Regions from separate parts of the Sus scrofa genome. Here region 2 is linked to region 1. The links are chromatin contacts, called in public promoter capture Hi-C maps. All regions are on one chromosome and are shown on one strand. The core of a region is the stretch at or near the end of the contact, and the rest is flanking DNA. Distances in the headings are between cores, read along the strand shown.

Region 1 (2,700 bases), core at 93-2,592:
CTGGGTCCCCTGAATGGGCTCCCACAAGACCCAGTGGGCATGCGGCAGCAGCTGCAGAAGGAGCTGGAGGAGGTGAGGAAGCGCCTGGAGCCCTACATGACGGAGATGCATGAGCGCGTGAGCTGGAATCTGGAGGGCTTGCGGCAGCAGCTGCAGCCCTACACGACAGAGCTGATGGAGCAGGTGGCCCTGCGTGTGCAGGACCTGCAGGAGCAGCTGCGCGTGGTCGGAGAGGACACCAAGGCCCAGCTGCTGGGGGGTGTGGAGGAGGCGCGGGGCCTGCTGCAGGAGCTGCAGAACCGCGTGGTGCACCACACCAGCCGCGTCAAGGCGCTCTTCCACCCCTATGCCGAGCGCCTGGTGACCGGCATTGGGCACCACGTGCAGGAGCTGCACCGCAGCGTGGCACCACATGCCGCTGCCAGCCCCGCGCGCCTCAGCCGCTGCGTGCAGATGCTCTCGCACAAGCTCACGCTGAAGGCCAAGGCCCTGCACGCGCACATTCAGAAAAACTTGGACCAGCTGCGTGAGGAGCTCAGCACCTTTGCCAGCACCTTTGCGGATGGTGCGGAGGAAGAGGCCCAACCTGACCCCCAGGCGCTGTCTCAGGAGGTGCGCCAGCGACTCCAGGCTTTCCGCCACGACACCTTCCTGCAGATCGCCGCCTTCACCCGCGCCATTGACCAAGAGACCGAGCAGGTCCAGCAGCAGCTAGCGCCGCCTCCTCCAGGCCACAGCTCGTTTGCTCCAGAGTTCCTTCAAGCAGACCGAAGCAAGGCCCTGAGCGAGCTGCAGGCCCGTCTCGACGATTTGTGGGAAGACATCAACTACAGCCTTCACGACCGTGGGCTCGACCATCTGGGGGAGCCCTAAGGGTCTACTTTGCCCACATCCCAGAGCCTTGTTTGGGGAGTCCACAACCCAAGCATGGCTCAGTCCTTGCCAGTGGCCTGTTGGGCAGAGGGTGGAGGGTTCTGCACAGGCCAGCTGAAGCCACCAAATGGGCGTTGTTCTACGCTATCCAGCCTCCTGCACTTCCCCCTTCCAGATGCATTACACTCACCAGCCTTTGCAAACCCGGCTCCCGGTGCTCATTTGGGAATCCTCCTGAGTCGCTCCGTTCTGGGTGGTGGGACTGGGGAGGGAAAGAGGCATTGTTTGTGCAGGTAATTACCTGGTGCAAGCCTGTTGCCATGGTGCTGGAAGCCTGTGCCTCTTCATCCCTGGGCCTGGCTCTGATCACTACTGGCCACCTGGTGGCCACTGCTAGAGCTGGTCCACAGGGAGCGGCTCTTTTCTCCCCAGGGCTGCTGCCATGACAGCTTCTGTTGGGGGAAGAGAAGGGAAGAAGGAAGAAACTGTGATGGAGAGAACATGTGAAGTGTGTGTGTGTATAAATATCCCTGTTGGCCGATGCTGGTGAAAACAAATGGTATGGGTTGTGATGGGAGGGACTGGAGCCTGGATTTCCTTATATAACACTACATCTAAAGAGCTGACCTAGTTCTTCTCTTTTGGTGAAGTGGGTTAAGGATCCAGTGTTGTCATTGCAGTAGTTTGGGTTGCTGCTGTGGCTTGGGTTTGATCTCTAGTCCAGGAACTTCTACATGCCACAGGGGCATGGGAAAAAAAATAAATAAATAAACAGCTGACCTAGCCCTTCAGACTGTGGGGGCTTCTTAAACTCTCTGGGGAGCCTCCTGTGTGTCCTCCCCATCACTGACCCCTCTCTCCTGACTCCCAGACTGAAGTCTAGACTTCTGACACAATTGCAATAGATGCCTATGATGGAAGCTTATTTATCTGGTGTGACTCTCATTTGGACTATGTCTGAGAGCAGTGGCCTCACCACCATCCCCAAAGCACAACCATCACTGCCCTCCAATCCCTCGTTGCACTTTCTCATTGACATCCCCCCCCTCCCGTCCCGCCTCCCAGTCCAGGTCCGTCAGAGCGTGTTCCTCTGGCTGAGCTGACAGCTGTCTGTCATGCCTGGGGTGTGCCTGAGTTAGAGACCCTTCCCCTACACCTGCATTGTTCACCCACCTGCTTACCAAAGGATGGTGCGCATGGGGTGCAGGCTCCTGAGGTGGCTGGTCTTTGTCCCTGCTGTTCCAGATTTTGCACGCCTCTTTTTATGACTGACACTCTTGTTATGACTGACCCTCTTGGGATCCCAAATTTAACTCCCCATCCCCCATATACAGATTCACTTGGGGGCAACCAAGCTCCTTATACATCCATGGGAAGTCTGAATTAATAAGAGTGGGTGAAGTGAAGGGAAGAGGAAAGGGTAAGCACATCCAGTCTAGTACTTTTGGAACTTCCCATGCAGCATTATTTTCTTCTGGTTCAGCCCACTCCACACAGAGTTTGCCGTATGGCCACACTCCCTTATAGCTCAGACCCCCCCTGGATCTGGCTTCGTCCTGCCTGCAAGACTGGACCTCTCCCCTGACACCCTAGATTGAGCAACAGAACTGGGAGAGAGGTAAGGGAGAGGAGGGGCTGGAAAGGAAAGTTTACCCCCTAAAAGAGGTGTTTTTGTTGTTGTTTGTTAGGAAACCATGAGTCAGTTGTGAGTCAGTTGGGGTCGGATGTGCTGGCATGAGGGGGTGAGAATAAAAACGAGGGCCATGTCTTTGAGACTATAAGTTGGGCAGGTGTTTATGAGGACAGAAATAGGGAGTGAGAAGAACA
Region 2 (2,700 bases), core at 150-2,649, 34 kb before region 1:
CAGTAGTCCTTCAGAGAGCTGATACTGTCGGTTACCCAGCCCCTGGGGGGTCAAATCAGTGAGCGGAGCACAAAGGGTGGGGTGAGAGCTGGTCCCTGGGCAGTGCCTATCATATCCCCACTGCCTCTCCCCTTACGCTCTCATCAACACCCGGAGGCCTCAGGCAGGAACCCCCTACAGCGGCCACCCAGGACGAGAGGCCAAAAGTGGTGATGGGACCACCAGCAAGTGTAACCCGTTGTTTTTCCAGGTGGAGGCAGACCTTTGTGCCACCACAGGTCTGGGGCAAGCGGGACAGGAGTGATTGGTGGGGAGACGTGTAAGGGCAGGACTGTCATTCTAGTCTAGGTACAGGACGCCCCCTAGGGTTGTACATCCTGGTGGCTCCGAGGGGAGTGAGGCAGAGAGAAGCAGTCTCTTTTTGGGGAAGATATCAGAGGATGGATTAGCTGCAGGAGCTGGGGCAGGTCACTTGGTTACGTGAGCCTTGGATTTCTCATCTGCAAAATGGGGGGAGTAATACCCAGTCCTCGTTGCACAGCTGCTTCTGGGGACTGAGAACCGCTGTGGATGCCTCTGCCATGGAAGCGCCGGCCAAGGCGGGTGGTGTGGAGGTGGGACGGGGCTTGGGGAGAGGAGGGGGCTCGCAGGCTGGCGGCGAGGGGTGGGACGGGAAGGGCCGAATCTGCTCACATGGGCCCAGGGCTTGGAACAGGTAGACGCAGACGCAGACACACACACCCACCCACACCCCACCCCCCCGACACGGCTGAAACTGGGTCCTGTGGGTCCCCCAAGCCAGAGCTCCAGCCGGACAATCAGAAAAGGAAACGAAGTGCGGGCTGAGTGGCCGTCCTCAGAGCCAGGCGGGGCGCAGAGGGAGAAAGGAGGGAGACAGAGGGGGAAGAGGAGATAAAGGCCCCCCTCCGCCATCCCTCCCTGTGAGGGAGCCTGTTTACAGACAGAACGGAGGCTCAGAGAGGCACAGGTCCTGGGTGGGCAGGCGGGAGCCCCCGCCCGCCGCCCAGGCTCCCCCGAGTCAAGGGCAGGGGAGGAAGGGCCTACCTGGCCTGCTGGGCCACCTCGGACTCCTTCACGCTGGTTAGCGCGTCCTGGGCAGTCCTGGTGGCCTGCTTCACATAGTCCTGCATTTTGTCCAGAAGGGAGGTGTCCTCGGCCTCGATAGCCTCTGTGAGGACAAGGGGGCAGAGTGGGGCAGATCAGCCTCTAGGGGACCCCTGGGGACCCGCCAGGGCCCGGCATCCCCAAGCCACCTCCCAAGGGTCCTGCAGACAGACAGCTGCCCCCTCGCCGCCCCCAGCCCTGACCCCACCAGCTGCTTACGGGCACAGGCCAGGAGCACCAGGAGACCAGCGACAAGAAGGACCCGGGGCTGCATGGCGCCTTTGTTCCTGCGGGGAAGGCTCCTGTGAGGGGTGCCCCAAGTCCCCCCACCACCTCTGGGCCCTCCCTGGGGAGGCCCAGTGGCCCCTAAGGTGGGACCTGAGCTGGATCAGGCCAGGAAGAGAAAGGGCCTGTTCCCGAACTAATGTGGGTGAAGCGAAGGGCTTTCAGATGGGGGATTTGCAAGGACCCAGGCCGGAGACGAAGGGTGGCATGGAGCAGAAAACCCACCAGACCAGGAATCAAGACGGCTGGTTTCAGGCTGGGTTTCTGCCACTAACATGCCACGTGACCTTGGGTGGCTTTCTGCCTCCTCTAGGCCTCAGTTTTTCTGCCTGGGGTGGGACGGGGGTGTCTACGGCTTCTTTCAGTCCTAAACAGGCAGAATGCACAGGAAACGGAGCCAGTTCCAGCCCCAGCTCAGCTACCGCGCTCTACGGATTTGGGCAGGTGACCTTCCCCACGGGCCTCCGTTTCCCTAGATGCCTTTGTAGGGAACACTCACCAAGCGGTGAGGCTTCCTTGCTTCTAGCAAGCCCTTCTCCAGGCTTCGCTGCTGGGCGGGGCAGCGACCCCAGCCTGCCCCTCTCCAACCTACTCCCCCTCGCCTCCCCCCCTACTCCCAGGGGCCGTTACCTGGAGCAGCTGCTTCTTGGGATGAACTGAGTAGACAGACAAGCAGGTTCTGACCTGCTTTATATTGTCCCCAGGGCAGCAGGCAGTGAGGGCCCAGTGAGCTGGGCAAAGGTCACCTGCTGATCAATCTAGGTCAAGGCCTGAGGCAGGGTAACCAGAGGCAGCCAGGTCTGCTGGGTGTTGGGAAATCTCTAGAAAGCTGCAGGTGCCCATGCTGCTCTCCTGTCAATGCTGCAGCCTAGCGGGCTCAGGGCTTGGGGGTGGGTGGGCCTGGAGAGACCCCATTCCTTCTGGGCAGCCTGGCTCCCCAGGGATTGGGGGACAAGCCAGGGGCTTCTGGGACCACCTCAGCCCTTCCCACGTGGGTGCCAGGCCCTTCCCACCCAACCCCAAGCCCTGTTAGCAGCCTAGAAGAAGGGGTGAGAGCGTGATTGGCTTCTTTGGACTTGGGAACAACACAGTGGCTTGGGATGAGGTGTCTAGGGCGAAGTCGCAGATGATCTAGGGGCAGAGGCTTGTGGGAGAGGGGTGCCACGGCAGGCGCACACGGCCCCCTCCCCAGCATCTCCATCTCTGGGTGCAGCTCACCCAAATAACTCTCTGAGCTGATCCCAAAGCAGGAGGTGGTGGGAGCAGGTCAAAGGCCGCTCTGAGTCCCAG

The links. Promoter capture Hi-C pulls out the DNA fragments that hold promoters and counts their contacts.
Region 2: a promoter capture Hi-C map of liver shows a contact between it and region 1, with 2.9 times the contacts expected there. The contact joins the promoter of APOC3 here to the promoter of ZPR1 in region 1. A contact is called at or near these places in 3 of 5 promoter capture datasets (fetal skeletal muscle and liver), 9 of 47 Hi-C or Micro-C datasets (embryonic fibroblasts, heart right ventricle, liver and 2 more) and 1 of 2 datasets of contacts at active chromatin or transcription factors (skeletal muscle).

The regions. Positions count from the first base shown.
Region 1 is chr9:44,176,779-44,179,478 of Sscrofa11.1, reverse strand. It overlaps ZPR1 (zinc finger protein ZPR1), which reads left to right and starts at 1,342. Exons shown (of 16, transcript XM_003129875.4): 1 at 1,342-1,432; 2 at 2,357-2,491. It overlaps APOA5 (apolipoprotein A5), which reads left to right. Exons shown (of 3, transcript NM_001159308.1): 3 at 1-1,645. The coding sequence ends at 873.
Region 2 is chr9:44,210,601-44,213,300 of Sscrofa11.1, reverse strand. APOC3 (apolipoprotein C3) reads right to left here and starts at 1,399. Exons shown (of 3, transcript NM_001002801.1): 1 at 1,345-1,399; 2 at 1,066-1,189; 3 at 1-42. The coding sequence starts at 1,399.